2 separate regions of the Macaca mulatta genome follow, and region 2 is linked to region 1. The links are chromatin contacts, called in public Hi-C maps. All regions are on one chromosome and are shown on one strand. Each heading gives the region's core, a stretch centred on a gene start, on an enhancer-like site or on the middle of the called end of the contact. The rest is flanking DNA. Distances are from core to core; before and after follow the strand shown. Region 1 holds the start of HNRNPL (heterogeneous nuclear ribonucleoprotein L). Region 2 holds the start of NFKBIB (NFKB inhibitor beta).

Region 1 (6,927 bases), core at 2,764-5,263:
GCAAACTCCGCCTCCCGGGTTCACGCTATTCTCCTGCCTCAGCCTCCCGAGTAGCTGGGACTACAGGCACCCGCCAACACGCCCGGCTAATTTTATGTATTTTTTTTTAGTAGAGAGAGGGTTTCACCGTTTTATCCAGGATGGTCTCAATCTCCTGACCTGGTGATTGGCTCGCCTCGGCCTCCCAAAGTGTTGGGATTACAGGCGTGAGCCACCGCACCCGGCTTTTTTTGAGACAGAGTCTCACTCTGTTGCCCAGGCTGGAGTGCAGTGGCACACACAATCTCGGCTCACTGCAACCTCCACCTCAGGGGTTCAAGCAATTCTCCTGCCTCGGCATTCTGAGTAGCTGGGATTACAGGCGGCTGCCACCACACCAGCCTCATTTTTGTATTTTAAGTAGAGACCGGGTTTCGCCATGTTGGCCAGGCTGGTCTCAAACCCCTGACCTCAAGTGATTCTCCTGCCTCGGCCTCCCAAAGTGCTACGATTACAGGCGTGAGCCACGGTGCCCAGTCTTTTTTTTTTTTTTTTTTTTTTTTTTTTTTTTTTGGTGTCGTTTGTTTCTGAGACAGGGTCTCGCTTTGCCAGCCTCCACCTCTTAGGCTCAAGTGATCCTTCCGCCTCAGCCTCCTCAGTAGCTGGGAATACAGTTGCACGCCACCATACCCAGCTAATTTTTTGTATTTTATGTAGCGAGAAGGTTTCGCCATGTTGCCCAAGCTGGTCACGAGCTCCTGGCCTCAAGCCATCTGCCCACCTCGGCCTCCCAAGTGCTGGGATTACAGGGGAAGCCACCGTGCCCGGCTGGCATGGGTTTACAGGGATCTGCAAGGGTCAGATTAAGCTTTGTGTGGATTAAGAACGGGAGCGACTTGCTCTTTCAGAGGCTGCCCAGCTGTGGTAATTTTCCGTGGTTCTTCCACCCTCTGGGTCATTTTTACTTCAACTGTGAAATGCGGGTAGGCCTCTAAGGTCCCGTTTCCATTCTCTGCATTCCTCATGACCATCCAGACAAAGCTGCTACCGCCATCCCAACGGATGAGGAAGGCTAAGTTACTTTCCTAAGGCCACAGACAGTAAATGCAGCTTCCACGTTGGAACCCCGGTAGGGTGGCTCCAGTCCCCTGCTCTGAACCCCCCAACTCTACAGCCTACCCCATCACCCTAATAGGCCTTGCAGTGCAGTGGTGATGCGTCTGCTCCGGCGTCAGACCAGCCCCGCCATGCCACTTGCAAGCTGTGGCATCCTGGGTTAGTCACTTGCGCCCCTTCAGCCCATTTCCTTATGTGAGCAATGTACACCCCAAACACTTGCCTCAGCCAAAACAACACTTGCCTGACCAGGAGGAAAGATGCGCGAGTCTCAAACAACTGCGTGACTTTCCGTCTGCGGGGGGCGGGGGTGGATTTTTGGGGAAAAGGGACGCGGAGCCCGAACGCCGCGGCTCCAAGGTCTTCCCGCTCCTTTCTTGCCTGATTTCCTCCATTCCCCCGCGGGGCGACCCTCGGTCTCCTACCGTGTCCCCGCTCCCGCGCCCCCTGCCCCCAATTTTTCTTCCTCCCACGGGGCTGAAAAAAGGTCGTGGTCCCTTTAAGGCCCGCCCCTCCCTCTCCCAAAACTTCCCAGTGTCTGCTCTTTTCGATCCGGGACGGCCGGTCAGGCTCGCCGCCGAGCTGGTAGGGGCTGGGGGCGAGGGGTGCGGGAGGGTGACCGGGGCACTGGCGGGCGGCGCCGCGCGCGACCAGGGGCCGGGGTCCGAGCAGCGGGGTGGGGGCGGGGCGGCGGCCGGGAGCGCTGGGGTTGCGGGTCACCAGGCCGGCCGGGCGGCCTGGAACGTGCGGCGCAGGGGACACCGTACCGCCGCGCTCCGGCCGTGCGCGCCGGCGCGAGGGGCGTCCGGGCCGGGCGCGGGGGCGGGGAGGGGAGGGGCCCCCTCTCTCCCCCTCCCCCCACCGCATTCCTCTGACGTTGGGACCGAGCGACCCCGCCCTTCGTCGCGACCGGCCCCGCCTTCTCCCGTCACGCGGGTCACGTGCTTCAGACGCTGCCCCGCCTCCGTCTCTGTTCAGTCAGCGTGTTCGGATCTTCCCGGCGTCCGGGAGAGCTGACCGAGGTCCCCAGCAGGGCCCCCTCCCCCATCTTTATTTTCCCTCGCCAGCAGAGCCACCACGCCTGTCCCCCTCTTGTATTGCCATAGACCCCATTTTTTCTGAGATTGGGTTTCGCTCCGTCGCCCAGGCTGGAGTGCAGGAGCGCCATCACGGCTCACTGCAACCTCGAACCCCGGGGCTCAAGCGAGCCTCCCGCCTTGGCCTCCCCAAGTGCTGGGATTACAGGTGTGAGCCACCACACACGGCCTCCATTTCAAACTTAGTTTCCACCCGGACCTCAACTCGAAAGCCCCCATCAGCCAGGCGGAAAGGTCCTGGAGCACTTTTGAGGCGCCCCCCGCATTTCTCACGACGCTAGCTTCGCTATTCTTTTCCCCCTTTGGCGACATCGTCACTTGCCAATAGCTTCGATAAGGTGTTCCCCCCGCCAACCCGGCGCGGGCAGCCCCATAATGTTATGTTCCGTAGGACAGGATCCCGGGTTAATCCCCGTTTGACCCCTCCGCTTGCGCGTGATAACTGGGGCGCTTGTCTCCCCCACCCCCAGGCTTCGCCAGTTGTGTTTAGTTGGAGTCGAGATACCCTCCGACATTCTCTCGGGGCAGTGCGGGTGGTCTTACCCCGCCCTTGAGGAAGAAAGGTCTGACGCAAGCACAGATCACAAGAACGCCTCCCCTGTGCAGGGGGCTTGCACTGGGCGCTTGGTAGGTGGCCACCCTCTCCAAGGTCGGGGCCAGGGCCTCCTGTGGTGCTCATAGGGGTCGAGCTGTCAGGTAAAAATCACTGGCCCGAGTTACGGCTGGGGGTCTGGGATGGCAGGGGCCTGTGAATTTAGATCGCACAGACTAGATGACTTGGCCCTTAGCTCCTGCAGGAGGGGTAGTGGAGGGACTATCCCAGGTGGAAGGGACTGCACGGGCACAGATCGAGAGTGCTCGGAAGAGCCTTCTCCCAAGGGAAACCGAAAGGCGTTGCGGCTGAATTTAGAACTGGATAGGGTCCGAAGACAGTCGGCAGCAGCGAGTGGTTTTATACTGAGGAAAAGGCTCAGATTTGGGATTTTAAGAATTCTTCCTAGAGGTAGAGAGGAACAGGGTATAGTGATGGCGACAGAGATACCCTGGGAGTTCCTGTCAATCTTGGTCTAGCCTTCCGGCGCACACACAGTGGCCGCTCGGTAAATACTCCGAGTATTCCAGGCCGTCACTCTCTAGAGGGGTGGCCCCGCCTCTGGGCGGTGCCTGAAAGCATATTTGCGCATGCCTTCTCGCCTTCGCTGGTTTCGTAGACCGCACCAAAGAGCGCCTACCCTGGGGTGGGGCTCCCCATTTTATCCAATCAGAGCGTATCAGTAGTCCTACCATCTAGTGAGAGGGTGCGCTCCACTCTCCATTGACCAATCAATGGAGACGCAGAAGAATGGGCATCTGTAGTAACCACTGGAGAGAGACCAAAAAAGGGCGGGGCTTCCTTGTCTCCTTGCGAAGTGGCGCGGGAAGGTAGTCTTTGTGACTGGGTACTGACGGATTAGCGAAGAGACCAATGAAAGTGGGAGGGAGGCGGGGATTCTTGGGAGGTTTAGAGCGCCGCTCCTATCAGGTGCTTTTAGGGAGGCCACCCGCGCCAGAAATCCGACCTATGAAATTGGATTTTATTTTAAGGCGGCGGGGTCGACGGAATGATTGGCAGAAAGCGATCACCTATAAAGAGTGTCTCAGACAAACAAGGGCGGGCCCTCCTGCAGAACGGCGTGGGCAATGTCCAATAAGCGCGCAAGGCGTGTGGAGGCCTACCCTTCCCCCGCGGCGGGACCAGTGGCTCCCCCTATCGGGTGGGGGCGGCGGGTGACGGGCGTGTCCCTCCCCCAATGAGAGGCGGGGGGAGGCGGGTTCTGCGCCGCCATGTCGCGGAGGCTGCTGCCCCGGGCGGAGAAGCGGCGTCGGCGGCTGGAGCAGAGGCAGCAGCCGGACGAGCAGCGGAGGCGGTCGGGAGCGATGGTGAAGATGGCGGCGGCGGGCGGCGGAGGCGGCGGTGGCCGCTACTACGGCGGCGGCAGTGAGGGCGGCCGGGCCCCTAAGCGGCTCAAGACTGACAACGCCGGCGACCAGCACGGAGGCGGCGGCGGTGGCGGTGGAGGAGCCGGGGCGGCGGGCGGCGGCGGCGGCGGGGTGAGGCCAGGGCCCTAGGAGCCGGGAAGGCCGGAAAGTGCGGGACAATTTCCCACCTTGAGGGCATTTTATTTTTTTAGGGGGCTTCTGCGCACGCGCTCAGGCCATCGCGCCGTTGACGGTGTGGGGGAGGGGCGGCCGTTGGGCAAACGGCGGGGTTTGCGCGAGGACAGGCGCCTGCGCGTGCGCGCGGTCCGGAGCTGGGGCGGGGGGGCGCGGAGGAAGTAGCTCGTGAGGCGAGCGGCCCAGGGCGCAGGCGCCGCGGGCTGGCGTGTGGGGGCCGGGCACGAGGCCCGGCCGGTTTTTTTCCCCTTTTCTTCGCTGGCCCCATGCGCAGGCGCAGTTCTCCCGCCCGGCCTCGTGGGCGGTTGGGGGAGCGCCTCGTGAGCGGGAACGGGTGGGCGGCGGCCTTGTCCTCTGGAGTGGGGAATTACGTCCGATGGCAGCTTAATCTCTGAGGCCCAGCCTTGTTTCTATACAGCAATGGATGTGTTTAGTTTAAATATTAGAACAGAGTATCTCCGTTATTTTTGTAGACATTGAAAATGGGAAGAGGATTTGTTAAATGAACTTTCAGCCTTTTAGGAGTTGAGCGAAGCTTTGAAACTATCACAAGTTCCGGGGATTCATTGGGTACCGAGGATTTGATAAACGAAACTGTTCCCTGGCCGTGCTGGAATTTCGATCCCTTGTAATCACTCCCTCCGAAAACACTAGTCGTTGCTTTTGGAGTGGGGCCCAGTCCCCACTCCTTCCAAGATCTTGAAGTCTTCCAGTGCAGCCCATTTGCAGGGTTTTCTGGGATTTAGGGGTTATGAGTTGCTAGCGTTTTAATCTTCGTCAGGCCTTGTCCCACACGTTTTAAAGACATCTTAAAGTCCTTAACGCTCCTCCGTGAGGTTGGGAGAGGTACTGGGATTCCCGATTTACAGAGGAGGAAATTGGCCAAGAGAGAGATGAGGTGAATTACTGTAGGTGGCACAACTAGTGAGGGGCAGGGCTGGAGTTAGAACTCCCATTTGTGGGAGCTGCTAACCTGGCGGGAGTGCCTCCCCCTGTGGTTCGGGTGGTTCATTCCTGAAATAGAATCCAATTCTACCTCCATTCCACGCTCTTCTGCCCAGTGATTCTCAGACAGGGGGCTGGTCCCAGAGCCCAGGAGAGGTGAAAGAGAGTTAATTTTCCTCCTGATGACCAGAGGCTTTGGTCTGTGGATGAGTGTAAGATACTTCTAGGAAGGAGCAGTCTTGGTTCTTAATGGTATGGATTGGAGTTTCTGGTCTTTCTAAAAGACCTTCCGTCTGGGTGTGGGGGCTCATGCCTGTAATCCCATCACTTGGGAGGCTGAGGCAGGCAGATCACCTGAGGTCAGGAATTCAAGAACAGCCTGGCCAACATGGCTGTTTTAGTAGAGACCATCTCTACTAAAAATTCAAAAAAATTAGCCGAGTGTGGTGGCAGGGGCCTGTAATTCCAGCTACTTGGGAGGCTGAGGCAGGAGAATCGCTTGAACCTGGGAGGTGGAGGTTGCAGTAGACCAAGATCTCGCCATAGCACTCCATCCTGGGTGACAGAGTGAGACTCCATCTCAAAAAATAAATAAGAGACCTTTCTTGTCCTGTTTTTCCTTGGTCTGACCTAGGCAGTAATTTCCAAAGCAGATTTTGGTGGGAGGGTGATTCAAGACTAGAAGGGGTCAAGACTGGCCTGGCTGCCCCAGTTTCTGGGGCACGTGTTGTTTTTTGCCCTGACTGAACCTAGGTGTGAGTGGTGGCGAACAGGTGTACTTAGCTAGGTGATGGTGGCTGAGCCAGTGAAAGGGCAAGGAATTTGGGGCACATGCAAAGGGGATGTCCTCATTCAAACTGTAGATAGCCGTTAGAGCCCTTCCTCCCAGTGTGTCTCCTTCTCCAGCTACTCTTTTCCCATGTTTCCTTGGTCAAGTGGACCAGTGGGAAGAGAGGGGGGTCCCTGGAAGAACGTAATATTTGGAACTTGTGTGGTCCTCTCTCCATCTACCTTCCTTAGAAGCTACAGCAAGAGCCAGAGGGCAAGTGACCACCCACTCAGGACCACTGTTCTGCTGACCCAGAATCCTTTTGGGCTGATTGACTTCAATGCTGCCCTTCGTCTGTTCTGTGCATCCTTCCTGGATGACATCCAACTGTCTTATCTGACTGGGTCTTCAACAGCACAAAGGCCAGTGGGCCGTCATCTTGTACAGCAAGAAAAGAATTCTTGTTTTTGCTTCCTTTCTTAGGAGAACTACGATGACCCGCACAAAACCCCTGCCTCCCCAGTTGTCCACATCAGGGGCCTGATTGACGGTGTGGTGGAAGCTGACCTTGTGGAGGCCTTGCAGGAGTTTGGACCCATCAGGTACTGGGCTTGGAGGCCAGGAGTTGGGCTTCCAGAGTTGACTTCTTGGTGCCCTTGTGTGTCCACGATTTCTGGTTGGAAGTAGTGATTTCGTTGCCATACTGGTCTGGGTTCTGTGGCCCCTCTGCTTTTGGGTTGGCCATTGTACTTTTTATCAGATTACAGCAAGTTCCATGATCCTTTTTCCTTCCTTCCTTTTTCCTTTGCCTTGTAGTTTCTCGTCAGTGTTCTATTTTTTTAAGACAGAGTAAGCTCTCGCTCTATG
Region 2 (6,927 bases), core at 2,980-5,479, 54 kb before region 1:
ATGTAAAGACCATTCTTAGCTCATAACCATACAAAAGCAGATGGCTGGCTAGATTTTGCCTGGAGGCCATAGTTTGCCAACCCCCACCTTAAAGCAACCACTAACATAACAAAAAGAGGAATATCCAATAAGCAAACAAAAAAAAAAATGAAAAACACTATTCAGAAGGAGCAGGATTGAAAAAAAGTAACAAAAACTATACCCAATAAAAGGCAAAAAGGAGGAAAAAGAAAACATAGATAAATAGAATATATATAATAGAAATGGGATAAATTTACACAATCATATCAATATCAAATTAAATGTAAATGGTCTAAACACTAATTAAAAGGCAGAGACTGGCTGGGCACAGTGGTTCATCCTTGTATCCAGCGCTTTGGGAGACCAAGGTGGGAAGATTGCTTGAGCTCAAGAGTTTAAGACCACGGCTGCACACAGCGGCTCACACCTGTAATCCCAGCACTCTGAGAGGCCACAGCGGGTGGATCACCTGAGGTCAGAAGTTCGAGACCAGCCTGGCCAACATGGTGAAACTGCTGTTGCTACTAAAAATACAAAAATTAGCCAGGTGTGGTGGCACACGCCTGTAATCCCAAATTTAGGAGGCTGAGGCAGTAGAACTGCTTGAACCCCGGAGGCAGAGGTTTCAGCGAGCAGAGACAGTGCCACTACACTCTAGCCTGGGTGACAGAATGAGACCGTGTCTCAAAAAAAAAAAAAAAAAAAAAAGAGTTTGAGAACACAGGGGGACCCTGTCTCTACAAAAAAATTTAAAAGTTTGCCAGGCATGGTGGCATGTGCCTGTGGTCCTAGCTACTCAGGAGGCTGAGGTGCAAGGATCACTTGAGCCAGGAGGTCATGGCTACAGTAGGCCATGATCATGCCACTGCACTCCAGCCTGGGTGACAGAGCAAGACCTTGCCTCAAAAAAAAAAAAAGGGTAGAGATTGTTAGATTGAATAAAAAAGCAAAGGCCAGGGGTGGTGGCTCATGCCTATAATCCTAGCACTTTAGGAGGCTGAGGCAGGTGGATTGCTTGAGCCCAGGCATTCAAGATAAGCCTGGGCAACATAGCAAGATCCTGTCTCTATTAAAAAGAAAGCAAAACCCAATTATACATGGTCTACAAGAAACACCCTTTAGATATAAATAAATTACCCAGACATGGTGGAGCAAACCTGTAGTCCTAGCTACTTGGGAGGCTGGGGTAGGGGGATGGCTTGGTAGGAGTTCAAGACTGCAGTAAGCCATGATTGAGACACTGTATCCAGCCTAGGTAAGACCCTGTCAATAGGCAGGCAGGCAGGCAGGCAGGCAGGTAGGTAGGTAGATAGATAGACAGAGATAGACAGAGATAGATAGAGATAGAGAGAGAGAGAGAGAGAGAGACAGATGATAGATAGATAGACAGACAGACAGAAATACAAATATTTTTAGGCCGGGTGTGGTGGCTCACACCTGTAATCCCACCACGTTGGGAGGCCGAGGTGGGTGGATCACTTTAAGTCAGGAGTTCCAGACCAGCCTGGCCAACATGGTGAAATCCCATCTCTGCTAAAAGCACAAAAATTAGCCGGATGTGGTGGTGCATGCCTGTAATCCCTGCTACGCGGAAGGCTGAAACATGAGAATTGCTTGAACCTGGGAGGCAGAGGTTGCAGCAAGCTGAGATCATTCCACTGTACTACAGCTTTGGTGACAGAGCAAGACTCCAGTCTCAAAAAAAAAAGAAAAAGAAAAAAAATACTGAATTAGGCCGGGTGTGGTGGCTCATGCCTGTAATCCCAGCACTTTGGGAGGCCAAGGTGGGCAGATCATTTGAGGTAAGGAGTTTGAGACCAGCCTGGCCAACATGGTGAAACCCTGTCTCTACCAAAAAAATTACAAAACTTATCCGGGGGTGGTGGCACCCCCCTGTAATCCCAACTACTCGGGAGGCTGAGGCAAGAGAATCACTTGAACCCAGGAGGACAAGGTTGCAGTGAACGGAAACTGTGCCACTGCACTCCAGCCTGGGGAACAGAGTGGACTCCAACTCAAAAAAATAATAAAGCATACTGAATTAAATGAAAATAAAAACACAACATACCAGAATTTGAGAGATATTGCTAAAACAATATTGCTAAACAATAGTCAGGAGCAAATTTATAGCACTCAATACCTATACTGGAAAAGAGGAAAAAAGAAAGGTCTCAAATCAATGATCTCAACTTTCACCTTAAGAAACTACAAAAAGAAGAACAAATTAAAGCCAAAGTAAGCAGAAGAATGAACATAATAAAAGTCAGAACAGCCTGGCATGGTGGCTCATGCCTGCAATCCCAGCACTTTGGGAGGCTGAGGCAGGCAGATCACGGGGTCAGGAGTTTGAGACCAGCCTGGCCAACATGGTGAAACCCCATCTCTACTAAAAACACAAAAATTAGCCAGGCATGGTGGTGGGCACCTGTAATCCCAGCTACTGGGGAGGTTGAGGCAGGAGAATTGCTTGAACCCAGGAGATGGAGGTTGCAGTGAGTCAACATGGTGCCACTGCACTCCAGCCTGGGCGACAGAGTGAAACTCCATTTCAAAAAACAAAACAAAACAAAACAAAAAAACCGGCCGGGCGCGGTGGCTCAAGCCTGTAATCCCAGCACTTTGGGAGGCCGAGATGGCGGATCACGAGGTCAGGAGATCGAAACCATCCTGGCTAACACAGTGAAACCCTGTCTCTACTAAAAAAAAAAAAAACTAGCCAGGCGAGGTGGCGGGCACCTGTAGTCCCAGCTACTCGGGAGGCTGAGGCAGGAGAATGGCTTAAACCCGGCAGGCGGAGCTTGCAGTGAGCTGAGATCCGGCCACTGCACTCCAGCCTGGGCGACAGAGCGAGACTCTGTCTCAAAAAAAAAGCCAGGACAGAGACTAATTATATAAAAAGTAAAAAAAAAAAAAAAAAAAAAAGAAACCAAAATTAAGTAATGAAATGTAATGAAAATTAACAAGATTATAAAGCTGGTTCTTTGAAAAGATAAATATTTCTTCAGTGCCTCCTGGGTCAGGCACTGCTTGCATCACTGGGCATACAGCAGAAAACACAACAGACAAAAAACCCAGTACAGTCCCTCATCTGGGCTTTGCAACTGCAGTTCCTTCTCCCTGAAATGCTCTTATCCTGTTTATCTATTGCCTCATTTTCCTGCTTTATTTTTCTCCAAAGTACTTACTACCTCTGACTTTATTTCCTTCTCTTACTTTCTATGTTTCTTTCTTTCTGCGTGTCTTTCTTTGTTTCTTCCTGTCTTTCTGTTTCTTTCCTTCCTTGCGGTCTTATCTGTTTATTTAGTTCCACTAAAATGTATGCTCCACAAGCGCTTAAGTTTTTGTCTGTTTTCTCCACTGCCTTTATCACTAGCACCTAAAACGGAGCCTGGAATGTTGTACTGTGTAAAGAATATTTGTTTAACAGATGGATCCTTGGTCTCGTGGAGCTTACATTCTTTTTTTCTATTTTCCTTTTTTTTTTTTTTTTACTTTAATTAGGAATTCAACATAGAAGAGCTTACATTCTCTCTCTTTGAATTTAAGATTTGAAGAACACTGCTCAGATGACAGGATCTTAGAGTAAGGGACCAAGCATTAATTTTGGAAATCAAACTTTAAGGCTCAAATCAGGAACTAAGAATCAAAGATCATATTTGGAGGTTAGAAGTCAGGAGAAGCCACAGTTCTAACAAAAGTCTCAGGACTGGAGTCAGGTTTGGGTATCAGTGGATACAACGTGGATTCCAGGAGCTGAGAATCATAGTTCAGGAAAAGGTCAGAAATGATTGGGTGAGGATCATAGCTGGAAAGAAGATTGGTTTTGTTAAAAGTTAGGACTCGGGGGTTAGAGGTCAGGAAGTTCAGCATCGGAAGTCAGATTTAGGAGTGTGAGGTTAGGAAGCCTCAGGGATCAGACACTAATGGGGAATCAGATGCCGGGTCCTAAGGCTCCGTTTGGCAGCCTAAAGTTCACTCACGTGTCCCCATCCTCAGTGACGTAGCCGAAGACGAGGGGAGCCCACGACAGCCCCGGGCCCAGCTCCGCGCCCAATCCCGGTCCTCCGGGGGCCGCTGCGTCCGGACCCAGGGAGCCGAGGCCGCTGTCGCACCATTCATCTGCGTCGGCAGCTTTTCCCAAGCACGCGACCCCAGCCATGGCCCCCGCCACCTCAGGGGCCCCTCGCAGTGGCCCGCCTGTAGCTGGGCTTTGCCGGGAGTTCTGGCGCTTCCGCCCTGCGGGAAATTCCCCACCACGCCCCCTGATTCATCCAATGATAATATGCTGAATCGCTCACACCCCGCCCCCGTGCCGCATGCTGACCAATCAGAGTATTCGAGAGGACTACGACTCTCTAGCCGTTCCCACATTTTCCGGGCGCCCTTTACCAACATGGCTGCTGACGCCATGACTTCTGGGACTCGTAGTCCGGTCCTCGCGCGCTTTCTTACCTAACTGGGGCGCTCCGGGTGTCGTAGGAAAGCGCGTCTGCGGCCGCAATGTCTGCTGGGAGTTGTAGTTCAGTGCCCTATCCCGGCCACTCCCATTTCTGGTGCCGTCACGGGACAGAGCAGTCGGTGACAGGACAGAGCCGTCGGTGACGGGACACAGTGGTCGGTGACGGGACAGAGCGGTCGGTGACAGCCTCGAGGGCTTCAGCACCGCGCCCATGGCAGAGCCGGACCGTGAGTCGGGAATCCGGGTGGGAGGGTCGGGCCGCGCCGGGGCCTGATTGAAGGCTGCAGGCCCCGGGGCCCAAGGGCGGCCGCAGTGGGGCGGGAAGTAGGGAGCGCCTCGGGGAGTGGGGTTCTGAGGGTTGTTGCTAAGCGATCTATATCGCCAGGCTGGTGGGTTTCTGGGTCGCAGGGTGTTCAGGGTTCGTTTACCACATCCACTTGCCAAGTTGCCAATGATCGCGTGTTTCTCACACCTTGGTTGCTAAGGACCCTCGCTGCAAAGAACATAAGTTGCCCCGGTCCCGGCTGCTAAGGGTACCTGATTGTTAGAGGCAACCAGAGGATGCTGAGGGACCCCTGCTGTCCCCTTCTATGGCTTCCCCTTGTTCCGCGCCTCTCCTAAACCTACCGCCTCCACTGCACCACTGCACCTCCCTCCTAAACCTGCCTCCCAGCCAAAGCGTCCCTTCCCTTCTCTCTTCCTTTCTAAACTTCCCTCTGCCTTGTAAATCTAACCCTTCCCGCACACACACTGACACACTGTCGTGTCCTTCCTAACTCCTCCTGAGTGTTCCTTCATGCCCTGAATCCCTTAGGTAGGAGGAGGAGGATCGCTTGAGCCCAGGAGTTTGAGGCTGCAGTGAGCTATGATCGCACCATTGCACTCCAGCCTGGGTGACATGAGCGAGACCCTTTCTCTAAAAAGTAAAAAAGAAAGAAAGTAAGTCAGGGCCAGACACAATGGCTCATGCTTGTAACCCCAGTACTTTGAGAGGCCAAGGTGGTTGGATCGCTTGAGCCCAGGAGTTCAAGATCAGCCTGGGCAAAAGCCCCTACTTTCTCCCTCTCCTTCTAAATCTTCCTCTCCAGCCTCTCTGCCCCTCACTAATCACCTCTCCTGGCATCACTTTGCATGCTGATAAGATTTTTTCTCCGCCCCCTCCCTCCCCGTGCTCCATTTTTACCACCATCCCATCCCAGTGTAACTCGGTTGGTGGGTGTTCTGGCCCCTCACTGACCATTTGAATCCCTTTATTCCCCACTTAATCATTCTCCCCACTGTAACCACCTCTGCTCCCCTCCCTCAGCCTCTCACCCTCTGGAGACCCAGGCAGGGAAGGTGCAGGAGGCTCAGGTGAGATGGGCGAAAGGGTGGAGGGGAGGAGAGAGATGGACTTGTTCCACAGCCCGCAGGGGGGGAGGTGGCAAAGGGGAGACAGTCACCCCACGGCCCTCGGCTCATTGCCCCAATCCCTCACACCACCCAGTGCAGCTTTCTGGGGAAAGGCGGATTCTGGGGATTGTCAGAGAAGCGTTTCCAGCCTCAAGTCCAGGCCTGCCCTCCCAAACTTTCCTCCTTCCTCGCCACTGCCTGCCATCCCTTCTGAACCAAATTTGTCCTGGGCCTGGAAGAGACAGGTATCCCATTTGGTCTTGGAACGCACAGATCTCGTGGACAAGTGATGGGAAAAAATTATCTCACAGTGTGATGATAAAAGTAACTCAGGGGGCCAGGTGCAGTGGCTTATGCCCGTAATTCCAATAACTCAGGAGGCTGAGGCGTGAGGATCGCTTGAGCCCAGGAGTTTGAGGCTGCAGTGAGCTATGATTGCATCGTTGCACTCCAGGGTAAAACAGCAAGACCCTTTCTCTAAAAAGTAAAAAAGAAAGAAAGTAACTCAGGCCAGACACAGTGGCTCATGCTTGTAATACCAGTACTTTGGGAGGCTGAGGTAGGAGGATCGCTTGAGCCTAGAAGTTCCAGACCAGTCTGGGCAACGTAGGGAGGCCCCAAAAAATCTAAAAGTTAGCCATGTGCAGTGGTACATGCCTGTAGTGCCAGCTACTCATGAGGCTGAGTTGGGGAAGGATTGCTTAAGCCCAGGAGTTTAAGGCCGTAGCATGCCATGATTGTGCCACTGCTCTCCAGCCTGGGCGACAGAGCAAGACACGGTCTCAAAAAAAAAAAAAAAAAAAAAAAAAGGAAGAAAAGTAAAGAAACTCAGGGCACTGTGGGAGCACAGAGAAAAACTTTCTGGGTCAAAGAAGATTCCAGCCAGGCCATTCCCTGGAGGAATCCACAGGCTGGTCTAGCTGTCAGACCAAGATACAGACACAGTATAAGTGAAGAGTGACTTAGAATTTTCTTAGACAAGGTGAGAAAAGGTGATCCACACGACAGGTATCGCTTGTGCAAAGACCTGGGGGCATGAAGGAGTGTGATGTGTT

Evidence for each region. Hi-C and Micro-C count contacts between places; a contact is called where the count stands out from the background.
Region 2: a contact with region 1 is called in a Hi-C map of liver, with 1.7 times the contacts expected there. The contact joins the promoter of NFKBIB here to the promoter of HNRNPL in region 1. A contact is called at or near these places in 3 of 14 Hi-C or Micro-C datasets (cortical neurons, fetal cortex germinal zone and liver).

Annotation. Positions count from the first base shown.
Region 1 is chr19:49,938,921-49,945,847 of T2T-MMU8v2.0, reverse strand. It overlaps HNRNPL (heterogeneous nuclear ribonucleoprotein L), which reads left to right and starts at 4,013. Exons shown (of 13, transcript NM_001266000.1): 1 at 4,013-4,283; 2 at 6,544-6,662. The coding sequence starts at 4,017. LOC144337484 (a long non-coding RNA gene) reads right to left here and starts at 1,467. Exons shown (of 2, transcript XR_013410669.1): 1 at 1,340-1,467.
Region 2 is chr19:49,992,993-49,999,919 of T2T-MMU8v2.0, reverse strand. NFKBIB (NFKB inhibitor beta) reads right to left here and starts at 4,229. Exons shown (of 6, transcript NM_001258157.1): 1 at 4,002-4,229. The coding sequence starts at 4,180. SIRT2 (sirtuin 2) reads left to right here and starts at 4,553. Exons shown (of 13, transcript XM_077982711.1): 1 at 4,553-4,707.